2 separate regions of the Oryctolagus cuniculus genome follow, and region 2 is linked to region 1. The links are chromatin contacts, called in public Micro-C maps. All regions are on one chromosome and are shown on one strand. The core of a region is the stretch at or near the end of the contact, and the rest is flanking DNA. Distances in the headings are between cores, read along the strand shown.

Region 1 (6,590 bases), core at 2,366-4,865:
CCATTCAAGCATTTGACTGGAGCCCAGCAGAGCCGCGCTGCGGGTGAGCACTCTGGGATCCGTGTGCTCCGAGCTGGGCTGCCGGGATCTGAACCCAGCTCCTCACAGCTGCAGCACTCAACCGCTCCATCTCAGCATCTCCCTCTGCAACGTGCAGGCAACCAACCCCACCCACGCCGGCTGCGAGGGGATCGCGACTCCGTGCGGGAGTGCTCACAGCAGGCACGGCTACCGCGGGGAACTAGCAGAAGTCCTACAGTACACTTGGCTATGTTTTTAAAGATTTATTTGTTTATTTGAAAGTCAAAGCTACAGAGAGAGAGAGAGAGAGAGAGAGAGAGAGAAAGAGAGAGGTCTTCCATCTGCTGGTTCACTCCCCAAATGGCTGCAATAGCCAGAGCTGGACCAACCCAAAGCCAGGAGCCAGGAGCTTCTTCCAGGTCTCCCACGTGGGTGCAGGGGCCCAAGGACTTGGGCCATCTTCCACTGCTTTTCCAGGCCACAGCAGGGAGCTGAACTGGAAGTAGAAAAGCTAGGACTCGAACCAGCCCCACATGGGATGCTGGCGCTGCAGACGGTGGCTTAACTCGCTGCACCACACCTTGGCTATTTCTCCCTATACTCATCACTAGGGCCACTGTTGTTGTACAGTGGGTTAAGTCGCTGTCTGCAGTGCTGGCATCCCATATCAGAGCGCCAGTGCCGGTGCTGGGTGCTCCACTTGCACCCCAGCTTCTTGCTAATGCCACTGGGAAAGCAGCAGAAGATGGCGCAAGTGCTTGGGCCCTGCCACCCACATGGGAGACCCAGATGGAGTTCTAGGCTCCCGGCCCTGGTCTGGTCTGGCCCAGTCCCCACCACTGCAGCCATTTGGGGAGTGAACCAGCAGATGGAAGACCTCTCCGTCTCCCCTCCATCTCTCTGCCACTTTTCCTTCCAAATTAAAAAATAATAATAATTGGTTTATCTCTTTGCCTAATGGCTTAATAAAATTTTTTAATCAAAAGGAAAAACATAAAAGACTTACAGGATGGATTTTGATGACAAAAACGTCTATTCTGTTTCCTTCTGCATTACTTTTTTGTAGTGAACACATGTACCATTTTGCAATTAAAATATTTCCAAAGAGGGGTGAGTTAAAATACAAATCTCAGCTGTTGCTTCCCGCAGGCCCTAGTAGACCTCGGTGGTGAAACTAGCGCCACCAAGTGTCAGTAAGTGGTAATTGCAGGTTGCAATCCGGTGTGGGCAGGCGCTCTGCCTGGGAGCTGAGACAGCAGGTGCCACTCCGCAAGACTGCCAGGCGGTGCCAGCCAAGTCGTTCTGATTGAACTCAGCTCCTGCCATGCTGGGTGTCAAATGCTCTGAATACCACCTCTGGGTGACAGCACTATCGTGTTGGAGCTGCTACCAGAAAAATGCCAACATGTTTATTTCCCCTATCAAGACCCTGAGTGACAGTCCAGCCCTTCAAATGACCCACAGCTCAGGCCACAAAGGAGAAACAACCAGGGGGGACGTATGAGCCATCCCCTGTGCCCCCTCCTATGCACAGAAAGACGTGCATGCCGGACTCATGCCTGCAATACAGCACGGGCGTAAGCCGTGCACACGGGGCTCACGTGCGCAATGCAGCATGGGATAAGGGCAGTACAGCCAGGTCCCAGCAAGTCCCTGGGTTTGTCAGATGTGGAGGAAAAAAAAATCGGGGCACATTTTTCCAAAAGTGACCCCAAGCCGCCCCCTTTGGCTTCAGAGATGGTAGCGTTCAGCGGGAAGAGCCGCAGGCGTAGGTCCTCAGCTCCAAGGAAAATAATAAAGAGGTCACTGGCCACGGGGTCAGGAATCATGAGTGACATCAGAATGCAGAGACCCGGTGCCACATATCTGTGGGGAGGGTGTGCCCAGATGAGGGAGGGGGTGGGGTGGGGGGAGTCCCTGGCCTGTCTCCACCCCCAACCAGCAGGATTCAACTCCGCCTCCTTACTCCCACGGGTCTAACAGCGGTCAGTAGTCCCTCCCCAAGCAGTAGACATTCAGTATCTCACCTGATCCTCCCCAGGCTCCTATGAGGTCCTGCCTCCTCCGGCCCCCTACCCCCATTCTCCTCACAGCTGCCAGGGGGCTGCACCCAAGTTCAGACCCAGGGGCAGTTCCCTGCTCCCTCGATGGCACCACCTGGCTCCCGGCTCACCAGTGCCTGCTCCGTGCAAGCAGCCCAGGAGCCCAACCCTAGGAATTCCCATAAAAGGGCTTCCCACCGCGTGCCTTGCGGGGTGGTTGGTGGTCATGATCAGCACGACTAAAGACTCTCAAATAAATGCCGGCTCCCTCTCCACCTCCTGTTTTGTCACCCCACTTCGTCACCAGCCAGTTCTCAATCTGGTGTTAGCGTCGTAGGCTCCTCCAGCCCGGGCGACTTCCAGACGCACAAGCCCGCGTGCACAGCGAGCTGGCCTAATCCCGGCCCCGGCTGATGCTGCCCCGGGGAGCCCGCGCCCGCTCCACACCCTTCCAGCCCCTGCGCGCCCCGGAGCCTCCTCCCCTACAAAGCCTTCCTACTGTCTCGCCATCCGATCCATCCCGCGAGGATCTTCCCAGGCCCGCTCCTCGGTTCTCCAGGAGCGCGGCCACACAGCGGGATCTGGACGCGCGCCAGGGGCTCGTCGGAGGCCGGCCGGCCCGCCGGGGCCGAGAGAGTTAACCCGGAGCCGGGCAAAGACGCCCCGGCCCCGCGCTCCACTCCCGGCGCCTTCGCTCTTGGGGGAGGGAGAGGCAGGAAGTGCAAGGGCGGCGCGAGACCCGGCCCCCCGCGCCGCCGAGGGCCCGGCCCGCAGCGTCGATGCGGTGGGCGGGGGCCGAGGCGCGACCGGGACCCGTGCGCCCCCTGCGCCCCGCGGCCCGGACAGCCCGCGCTCCGGACGACGCGCACGAAGAGGGCGCGGGGCGAAGCCGGTGCGGCTGACCCGCGCTCCGTCCAGTGCGCGCGGGACCCGAGAGGCGCGCGCGCTGCTGCACCCGCGGTGGCCGAGCAGCGGCCGGAGCAGCGGAAGAGGCTCCTTTCGGGCGACCGGCGGGGTCCACAGCGAGGTCGGGGTCTGCGCAGGGTTCCCCGGCGGGGTAGGTTCGCGCCCTGGCCCGCCCGACCCCACCCGGGTCCCTAAGCGCCAGGGCAGCGGGGATGCCCCCGGCTGCAGCCAGATCCGCAGGGGGGACGGGGGGCCACGCCGAGGCCGGGGTCGGGGGGCGAGGAGGGGCTGCCACTCACCTGGTGCGGGTCCGGGGGCGCCGCGCGCCAGGGCGCAGAGCAGCAGCAGGAGTGGGCGCAGCGGCGGCGCGGGGCTGCGGGGTCTCGGGCCGCCGGGCATGGCCGGGGCCAGGCGGCCGCCGGGCGACCCCGCGCGCGCGCTCTCGTCCGTCCCGTCCGGTGGCTGTCCGGTCCCGGGTTCGGCTCAGGACATGCCCGGCCCGACCGTAGCTCCCAGCGTCCCAGCCCCGACTCCGGCCCGGCGGGCGGCTGCGCTGGGTCCGTGGGCAACAAAGACTGCAAGGCCCGCCCCCTCCTCGGCCGGCTGCGGAGGCAAAGAAAAGACGAGAGAGCGAGATGGAGAGAAAGAAAGAAAGGGGGGGGAGCGCGGTGCCGGCCCTGCCCCGCCCCTCGGGCTCCTGACCCCGCCCCGCGCCTGCCTTCCCACCCCGCCCCGCCGGCCGCCCCCTGCTCCAGGGCGGGCCTCGGGGCGGGCGTGGGCAGCGCCCCCCGACGGACGTCCGACTGCCCAGCAGCCGAGGGCGCCCCCTGGCGGTAGAGCCGGGCAGGGCTTCCCGACACGGGAAGAATCTGGAATTTCTGCTTAGGGAGGGCGCTCTTTGGGGGTGCTCCCCACGCCAGCCAGGGACACAGGAGGCACCCTGAGGGTCCAAGGTCGCCCAGCGGGGCAGCAGAGGCGGCAGGGTCAGGAGGTAGATTCTGCTCCCAGGCCTGCGCGCTCCCCACAATTGCTGCCTGCGTCTAGCCCACAGCCCAGGGCAGGGGCCTCCTGAGAGCCTGGAGGCCGGCCAGCCCTCGCCTCACATCCCCGGCCAGACTCCGCCTCGAACACCGGCCATCTGTCCTTTGTGGCCCCAGCGCTGGCTCTGGCTTCCGCCTGAGGATCGCCCTCCCACCACCTCCCGCCTTCGCTGAACCCCGTGCACACGCATGCACACGGCCGCTCAGTGCAGCTAGCGTCTGCAAGGGGCACCTGCTCACTTTCGCCTCCCTCTGCACAGCGGAGCAGGCGCCACAGGCCACAGGCTCTGCAGTAGCCCCCACCAATCCCTCCCAGAATTTGCTTTGGGTGTCCCCCTCTTTCTGGGGCCTCCACGGCCCCCAACCCTCGATGTCAAACCGGTCTCATCTGCCTCCTGGTGGAGAGACTGATATCACCCCTCCAGAGAAGAGCTGTCCGCTCGGGCTCCACCCGCCCATCTGAGCCGTTTCTCCCTTCTCCGGGTTCTGCCCTCCTCGCCCTCTTGGTGTCACAGTCATAGTGCCCCCCCCCCAGCTGCCCAGTGACTTCCAGGTACACCTGCCTCCTCCCCCCTCCTCTGCTCGGTCCGCCTGGCACATCACCCACCGCCTCTGCCCCAGGGGTCTGCACGCCCAGCTGTGAACTCCAGGGCTGTGGAGAGGCCGGCTAGGAGAGGTGCTTTGAAAGTAGAATGCGGGCGTTCTACTTCTCCGCAGGGTAGAAATATTGGAGCTTTGACATCAGAATAAGAAACAGCCAGTAGGGGCCGGCGCGGTGGCAGGCGGGTAAAGCTGCCGGCTGGGGTGCCAGCATCCCATATGGGAGCCAGTTGCAGCCTAATGCCCACCCTGGGAGGCAGCAGAAGATGATCCAAGTGCTTGGGTCCCTGCTGCTGGCATGGGAGACCTGGGTGGAGCTCCTGGCTCCTGGCTCCAGGCTGGCCCAGCCCTGGCTGTCGTGGGCATTTCAGGAGTGAACCAGTGGATGGAAGACCTCTCTGTGCCAGTCTCTAATAAATAAATAGAAATTTCAGACAGAGCCAGTCATGTGAGGGTGAAAGGGAAAAGATGATCATGAACTCACAAGGTGTGATCCTGCAGGCCCAGCTACCGTGTCACCCCTTCCTAAACGTCTCTCTTGAGCTGTCTCGGAGCCCCCAGAGCCCCAAGGCCACAATCCCGCTAAGCCACTATGTTCCGCTAGGTCTGCCAGTCCCGCCACCCTGTGAGGTGCTAGATGCTGGTGATCCCAGCCCCCAGCACACACAGGAAACCCGAGAAACGCAGAGGGTCTGGGGCGGGGCCTGCACAGCCCTCCCCTTCCAATTCCACGTCCACCTCCCTTGCTCCTTTGGCAAGCTGCCCCGGCCAAACAGAGCGGAGCCTTCTGCAAAATGCAGCCCTTGAGCGTGCGCTTCCAAACCTTGAGTTGTGCTGGCTAACGCCAGTGCCACCTGCTTCTGTCTGTGTCCCCCATCCTGGCCTCCACGCTGTCCACACCCTGCTAAGCGCTCTTCACAGTTCTGTGGACGCTGAAAACAAATCTTTGAATGCCGCCTCTCCGGGAGCCTTTGCAGTCTCTTTGTGTTCCTCCGTGCACCTGCACCGTGCCCGTCTCCTGATGCTGATGAGCATTTAACTTCTTTCCCAAACCTCGCTGCTGCCGTCCACAAAGGGACATCTGTAGGTCCTTCGGTAGAACTGAGTCCTGTGTGGTGTTTCTGTCGCGAGCTTGCACGTTTGTCATTGAGAGATGGGCATTGCCAAATGCGTTGCATTATTTTTGGTGGGTCTCTTCCACCCTCATGAATTGCAAGAATTGCAAAATAATGGGAGAATGCTCAGTCAGGTTGCTGATTGCTATGCCAGGTGCCCAAAAATGTCCCCTCCTAAAACAACGCCGGGGACCCAGAGCCATCCGTCAGCTCACGGGTGGCCTCTCCTGCCTTCCTAGCTGCCACTTGGCGGTGGGAACGACTTGATGGAGGCGAATTGTAATGCTGAGTGAGCACAGTGCCTTGTGGGCCATCACCATGCCTTCCACGCAATTCTCCTCCCAACAGGACGTATTATTGGTATTATCTTCATTTTACAGATGGAGAAACTGAGGCAGGGAGAGGGGAAGTAGCTCACCTGGGTTCCCATATTTGGAAGTGCCTGATGCAGCACCTGCATCCCTAACCACTGCACAGCACCGCCTCCCTGGATGCCAGTGTGGGTTTCTATCTTCAGGGGGGTCTGTTTCTTCAAGGCCCCTCCTCTCTGGGCTCTGTCTGAGTCCGTCACACACAACCAGACGGGTGGGAGGGGGCCCCTCCCCTTCTCCAGGGACTTCTCAATGAACCACCTACTAAATGCTGGTTGCCCAGAGCCGTGGGGAGTTCCAAAGCGACTCTTGGTACTTCCTGGAGGAAGTATGCACTTCATCCCTAGCCCTCGAACCCCAGGGGGCTGGCTCCAGGAGGGAGACCCATCTGGGAGCCTGACCAAGGCTGGGCGTGCGTGCCCGGGCAGCCAGCCTCACCCAGCCTAGGCACAAATCTCACCACCCCTGGGTCTCTTCCCCCCCACCCCTGCCTCT
Region 2 (6,590 bases), core at 2,564-5,063, 39 kb before region 1:
CGGGGGGCAGCGCAGAGTGAGCCGTCTCAGACAGAGCCGGTGTGGGGTGGGGATGAGGGGCTGTCAGGGCCCAGGGCCGGGGGGCACTCTGGTGTCTCTGGGGACGCCGGCTCTGCGAGCCAGAGCGCGTGGCTGTGGTGGCGGAGTGTGTGCAGCCGTGTGCAGGGGGCACCATCCTGGTGCAGCCTCCCTGTGGTGTTTGGTGTGGGACACACTTGTCTGAGCTCCGCCCACCTGTCTTCAGTGCTTTTTTTTTTTTTCTGTGTAGAGAGAGCTGGTCTCTAACAAGCCAAAAGCCATGGTTCCTTCTCAGGAATCAGAAGTGGGGTTCCTCGTGCTCTTCTGTTGGCTGCTGTCCGAGGCCCAGCTGCTTTGGGAGGTGACCCTGCGATGCGGGCCTGGCTGTCTCGCTGCTGGGACCACACGCTGGGGGCCCCTGGCCGCCCCCATTGCCCTGGGGCGACACGATGGCTGTCACCATGGGGAGGGTGGGGGTGGGCCCAGCGCATCAGCTGCCGTCCTGGGGTCCACTCGCGGCCCTGAAGGATCTTACGAGCGAGCACTACCGCTGGGGCGGTGAGACTGGAGCCCCAAGCAGCAGGTTTGTGGGACAGCAGGGAAGACCTGGAGGAGACGCCCTGGGGCCTGCAGGGAGCCTTCCTGCACCAGCGCCTGGAGTCCTGGGAGCCCTGGGCCTGGCCCACTCTGGGGGCGGGACGAGCTGACTCCTCCTCCCGGAGCTGCAGGCCCCAGGGTTTGCAGCCAGCACTACCCACCCCCCCCGCCCCTCGAGGGCCCCTGAGGTCCCCCTACCTCCGCCAGCGCCCTGGGTGGCAGCGGCTGCCTCACTGCTGTCATCTGGACCCGTGCCAACACCAGCCGTGGCCCTGCATGGGCGGCCTTGCCAGCTGTGCCTGGCGCCCCCGGGCAGGAAGCCCCAGGGTAGCCCCAGCCTGCTTGCCCTGTGCCCGTGCCGGCCAGCAGAGGCCCCCTCACCCTGTGGGGACGGCCAGCTCCTGCGACCACGGGGTTTTTATTGGCCCTGTTAGTACTTGTGTATATTTTCACTACAGTTTCTATTTTTATAGGCTATTTTATCAAGGTTTTTCTCTACCGTGCACATCTATTTTATATAGCAAGTCCTTACTGCACGGGTGTGTGAGGCCCGGGGCCCCCGCAGCCGCTTTGCCCGGTGCCACCGTTTCCCGCGGGCCTGCCAGACTTCCTGCGCGAGGCCCCGCTCGCCCCAGCCCGGCGCTGCGGGAAGCCGTTCTGGTGTCTCTACATTGTGTGGACAGAGGAAGTCAGGGAAACACGAGGCCAAACGCCTGTGTCATCACCCCCACACCCTGCGCGGCGCTGCCTCCGGCCTGCCATGGGGCGTCCTCGCAGGGCAGGCTGGGGGGGTCGCTGCCCGGCCACTCTGTCCTTTCCCACGTGGCGGCCTCGCCGCTGATGCACACGTTACCTTTTGGAGCGGTGGTAACCACAGCAAGAATAAAATACTAATTTGTACAACGCCGCGCCTTGAGATGCCGTTGCGGTCACCTTGGGAGGGGCCTGGCCGTGCCGGGCGTCCCGCACTCTGGGTTTGCTCATGGGCCTTGGCAAGGGCTACCTTGGTCAGCGGTGGTGGCCCTGGGGGCTCAAGGGCCGTGGCGGGGAGTTGGGGTGCCTGTGTGTGCAGCAGCACCCCGCCCTCTGCCCCCAGGCCAGGCCCAGCCTGAGTCACAAGCCTGTTTGCCTCCTGCCGGGCTGCTGCTGGGGACACCCCAGCCGTCACTGGAAAAACAGGGATGATTAAGACCAAATGTCTTAGAGGGGTTGGGCAGGGCGGCTCCGGGAGCCCCAGACGGAGCAGGCCCGGCCCCACGGAGCCCCGGGGACACGGACTCGGTGTCTGGAGCTTCCTGAGATCCCACAGCACACGGCAACGGGCAGAGCTGGGACAAGGACCACAGGGCTCTGCCACCATGCCTGCCCTGCCCCGTGTGGGTCTGGAGCCCCCTAGGGGTCACTGCCAAAGGCAGTTTGCACTAAGCCCTGGAAAGCCCTTAACTCGGAGCGTGGTCCCCAGGGCCTCCTTGGGCCGGCCCTGCTGCCACTTCCCTGCCCGCGTGCTCAGCCCGCTCTCGCCAGCCCTCGGTGACTCGCCTTCCTGAGTGTCCCCAGACAGACCGCCTGCCTTCAAAGCCACCTGCAGGGGCTGCTCGGGCCCTCTCCTGCCCGGTCAGGGGCCCAAGGTGGTGCTCAAGGCCTGAGTTGGGCCTGTGTGTCCAGGGCATTTGCCCTTGGTCTCTGTCCTAGGGAGTGATTTCCAGCACCTGCCCTGGCTCCCCACCCCAAGGGTCCACAAGAGCAGGTGGGAGGCATCGCCTGTAGGTGTCTGAACCTCAGTGTCCCCCACTTGCAGAAAGGGCCTGGGGGGGGGGACTTGTGATCAAAGGGCCAAGTCCAAGGCCCTCCAGCTGGGGTGGGGGTGAGGGTGGGGCGGCAGTGCTAGGAGGCACCCCGCTCCCCGGACAGGCCACAAAGCACCTCACACGCGCCAGCTCCCTGCCGTGGGCACCACAGTCAGGTTCCCTGGCACGGAACTGCAGGAACGGGGAAGGAGGTGGGCACCGGGTGGGCAGTGGGGGAGGGGTTGCCCTGAGAGAACCACGCCCACCCCAGCCCCTCCCTGAGCACCAGGGAGATGGAAGAGGGGACAAGTGGGGACCAAGTTGGAAGGAGTTGATGGGTGCCACAGGGGACCAGGGTGCCCAGCTGGGGTCCTGCGCCCGGGGGTGGGGACTGTCCCCATGGTGACAGGATGGGCCTTGCTGCTTGGGGGCACCTGTGTCTGAATCCCCACGCAGGTCTCTCAGGACCCGGGAGTGGGGGGCCTGGGCCGTCTGGGGGCCTGAGCAGGAGGCACGAGGCCATCCATGTGGGTTAGGTGGGGGCGGAGCCTCCCTGCAGACCCGGCCTGGAGGTGAGAGGGGGCGGGGCACTTCCCGCTGAGGGTCCCCGGATCCACGCAGAAGCCACGCCGTGCTCCGGAACAGTAGGTGCTGATTTATGTAAATTATAACTGTTACACAAACTGTTAGAATAAAAAAATACCCTTTCTTGAGGGGATCCCCAGCCTGCCCACGCGGCGGGGTTAGCACCATTGGGCCGCGGGGCCGGGGCCGCCGCAGCCCTGCTGGGGCGCTGAGGTCCGTGCGTCATCGTTGTCATCGTCGGTCTGTGCGTCCAGTAGAGCGGGTCAGCGGCGAGCCACCCGCTGATGGCCTCGGGACGGGACGCCGCGGCCGGTGGGGGGACACGAGCGGCAGCACTGGGCGCGGATGGTGGGCAGCTGGCAGCGGCCCAGCAGGCGCAGGGTCTCGCAGAAACCAAAGGACAGGCGGTCCCGCTCGCAGCCTGGGGGCAGCGTGTGCCAGGTAGGTCAGAGCCCGCCTGCCTCAGCCCGTGCCCTCGTGCCGGAGACAGTGGGGCTCCCTGGGGTTTTGCCTGTGCTGTCCCAGCCCCCTGGAACCCCAGGGCCTGCAGGGGTCTCTCTGTCCCACCTGCTTTTGCCCTAATCTGGGGACGCCGGCTCAGGTCTGGAGGAAAGGGCCCGAGACCTCACCTCCGACCCCCTCAAATGCTTGTGAGAAGCCGAGACTGCCCGGGGTGGTGCCCCAACTCCATGTCCTTCCCCACTCACTCTTGGCAACCACTGAGGTCTTGCCAGTGGTGGCAGTGGGGCAGGGGGCAGAAAGGGCTCCTCTGACCCCCGCCACCCCCCTGTCCCAGTGCACCTGCCCTGCCTGGCCTCTGGGACCACCCCCGCAGGAGCAGTCTGGGGCAGACCAGAGCCGAGTCCACCGCCCAGAACGGCCCCCACTTCTCTGCTGGGTAGTGAAGCCCTGAGCGAGGGTGGGCCCGGGGCCATCCGGGGCTTCAGCGGAAACTGGGGCTGAGCATGGGCCCCCTGGGGAGGGAGGGCGGCTGCACGCAGCTTGGCTGGCCCTCGTGCCCCGTGTGATCAGAGCTATTTTGGGAAGTGGCTCGCCTCCAGCCTCCTGGCCTCACTCCCGGGGCTGCTGCCGCTGCTGACAACCCCCAGCTGCCTCCGGGACCTTCTTGCTGCCTGGATCTCTCAGGGGAGGAGGGGGCGGGAGGCCCCAGGCCTGGGACGTCCCCAGCTGGGCCGAGGGCACGAGGCGAGGTGGCACCTCCACCCGTGTGCACGCCTGCGCCCTGGCCCACGCGTGTGAAGAAGCTCCCGGGCCTCACTTCCCTTCCCAGTCCTTAACCCCCCAAAGCGGACGCCACCCTGGTAGGTTGGCCGCCTCGCCATGGTGACCACACACCCTGGAGTTTCCCGGCTTCCTGAACGTCCTCCCACAAAGTCCCATGAACCATCAAAACATCCTGGGAATTCCAGGTTCTCCCAGCTGCCCAACGCCCACACCCCATGGGTCCTCCAGCTGCAGCCCACCCCCAATGTGGGGCACCTTGCAAGCCCTGGGCCCCAGCTGCAGCCCACCCCCAACGCGGGGCACCTTGCAAGCCCTGGGCCCCAGTTCCTGCTCCCTTCCCCCAGCTGGTCCTCACCACCTGGGAGCATAACCCCCCCACGTCGCTGTTGGCCCTGAGACCACCCTGAGGGGCAGAGGGTCGGGGCCACTCAGCCCTGAGAGTGAGGCGTCGCCTGTACGTGCCTGAACCTCACCAAGTGTCTGAATCCCACACCAAGCTCGGGCCTGCCCAGCAGTATCAGCGATGCCGGCAGGATGAGTGCCCAGGGCGCTCCGGCGCAGGGCAGGTGGCCCTGAGTGTAGGGTGTGGGGCTGGGCAGCCATGCCTGCCAGGGACACGGGCAGTGGCCACTCCGGGCAGGAACACGGAGCCTTCCAGGTTGCAGGGAAGGCCGTGCTGGAACAGGGGACAAGGCAGACCCAGGCCGATGGCCACGGCCTCTGTCCTGGTGGTGGGCAGCACACAGCCCATAGATGCGGGAGCTTGCTCTTTGCGCACAAGTGCTGAACCGCTGGGTTCCCTCGGCTGGCACCCAGGCAGCCCTGAGCCCTCCCCCTGACCTTGACCTCCAAATGGGGAATGACAGCGGCTACCGTGGACGGAAGGGGCCACCTTATCCGAGCAGCTCCTGGGTGCCCTTTGCCCACAGAGCCCATGCATGCCAGGACTAGGGTGGCCAGTGCCTCCATGCAGGAAAGTGGGGGCCCGGTGAGGGAAATGAATTCAAGACCACAGCTGGCGAGCGCCCGGGGGGCCACCGGCTTCCTGTGCCTGGCACTGCTGGGCAGCTGGGCTGCAGGAAGGAAGTGTGTGTAGGGGTGGGGCCTCCATGGTCACCGTGGCTCGGACCCTGGCCGCAGGAGGACCCAGCTGGCCAGGAAGCCACAGTCTGCCAGAGGTGGGCGGGGCCCTGAGAGGGCGCGGTTGCCTCTGACCAGGCCAGAGCTGGGGTGGGGGCTTCCCCGGGGCCCAGCCTTCCAGCAGCCTCAGGCTGGACGCAGCAGCCTGCACAGCGGAGACCCCTCCCGACTCTGATCCCAGGCTCTGTCCCACTTCTGCCTGGCATCTCGCAGCTTCATAACCACTCATGAGCCTAGACCCAAAATGGAGCAGCCCACGTGTGATGGCCCCCCTCACCCCGCCCCTCCGGCCTCCGAGCCCCGCCTCCGCCATCCTCCACGCCACACCCCCTCCACGCCCCGCCCACCACAGCAGTGCCGGGTGCAGGGACACTCACGTGGAGGCTCGATGAGCTCGCAGTCCTCTGTGCCGCATGGCCGGGAGCTCTCGGGCCAGGCCTCGTGGCCACACTGGTCGCTGTCTTCTTCGCGCAGCCCCGTCTGGGTGTTGATGCACTTGACCAGGCGCCGCTGGACACCCCCGCCACAGGGGGCCGAGCACTGCACGGAGGCGGGGACAGCTGAGGTTCGCGGAGCTCCACTCCCACGCCTCACCGAGTCCACCCAGCCCACCTCGCCCAGGCTCAGCGCCCGGGACAAGGACACCAGCGCCAGCTCCTTGGAGACCCTGAACCTTCCAGCTCCGCCCCCTGCTGCCACCCTGGCCTTTGCCTGGCCGCCTGACCCACCCCGGTCTGCGGTTCCTGCCATGGGGCCGTGGCCTTGCCCGTGCTGTCCGCGTCACCCTCCTCCCTAGCACCACCGACCCCTCCTTCAGGCCCCAAACCAAAGCCCCACCCCACACTGGCAGGGCCGGAGCACAGCCCACCCGCAACGCCCCACCTGCTGCGCCCACAGCCCCCGGCTCACCTGGCCCCAGGGCCCCACCACCCACTGCGTGCAGGGCTGCGTGTTGCAGGGCCGGGTGGCGTTGGGCCTGAGCGCCTCGTCACAGAGCCCCGGCTCCGGGCAGGTCACCAGCCGCTGCTGCTCGCCGCCACCGCAGGCCTCGGAGCACTGGGAGGGCAGGGGGTGGTGGTCAGCGCCTGGCCAGGGTCTGAGGCCCTCCCTGCCCGCACCTCAGGCCCCCAGGCCTCACCTCCCTCCAGGAAGACGTGTACCAGCTGAGGCAGGGCTCGGTGGCACACAGCCGACGGGCAGCCGGCTTGGCAGGCCCGG

The links. Hi-C and Micro-C count contacts between places; a contact is called where the count stands out from the background.
Region 2: a contact with region 1 is called in a Micro-C map of ear pinna, with 4 times the contacts expected there. The contact joins the enhancer-like site here to the promoter of ADAMTS7 in region 1. A contact is called at or near these places in 3 of 6 Hi-C or Micro-C datasets (ear pinna, skin fibroblasts and an unstated tissue).

Annotation. Positions count from the first base shown.
Region 1 is chr12:105,881,959-105,888,548 of mOryCun1.1, reverse strand. It overlaps ADAMTS7 (ADAM metallopeptidase with thrombospondin type 1 motif 7), which reads right to left and starts at 3,615. Exons shown (of 23, transcript XM_051834567.2): 1 at 3,269-3,615. The coding sequence starts at 3,368.
Region 2 is chr12:105,920,789-105,927,378 of mOryCun1.1, reverse strand. It overlaps ADAMTS7 (ADAM metallopeptidase with thrombospondin type 1 motif 7), which reads right to left. Exons shown (of 23, transcript XM_051834567.2): 20 at 6,511-6,590; 21 at 6,282-6,428; 22 at 5,750-5,912; 23 at 3,038-3,408. The coding sequence ends at 3,251. It overlaps TBC1D2B (TBC1 domain family member 2B), which reads left to right. Exons shown (of 13, transcript XM_051834568.2): 13 at 1-1,518. Among named protein-coding and RNA genes, the nearest start is that of ADAMTS7, 39 kb to the right of the region's middle. Within about 2 kb of position 3,813, at least 4 of the 8 cell types and tissues checked have an H3K27ac peak or open chromatin away from gene starts, as enhancers often do. A contact at or near this core is called in ear pinna, where this site is marked.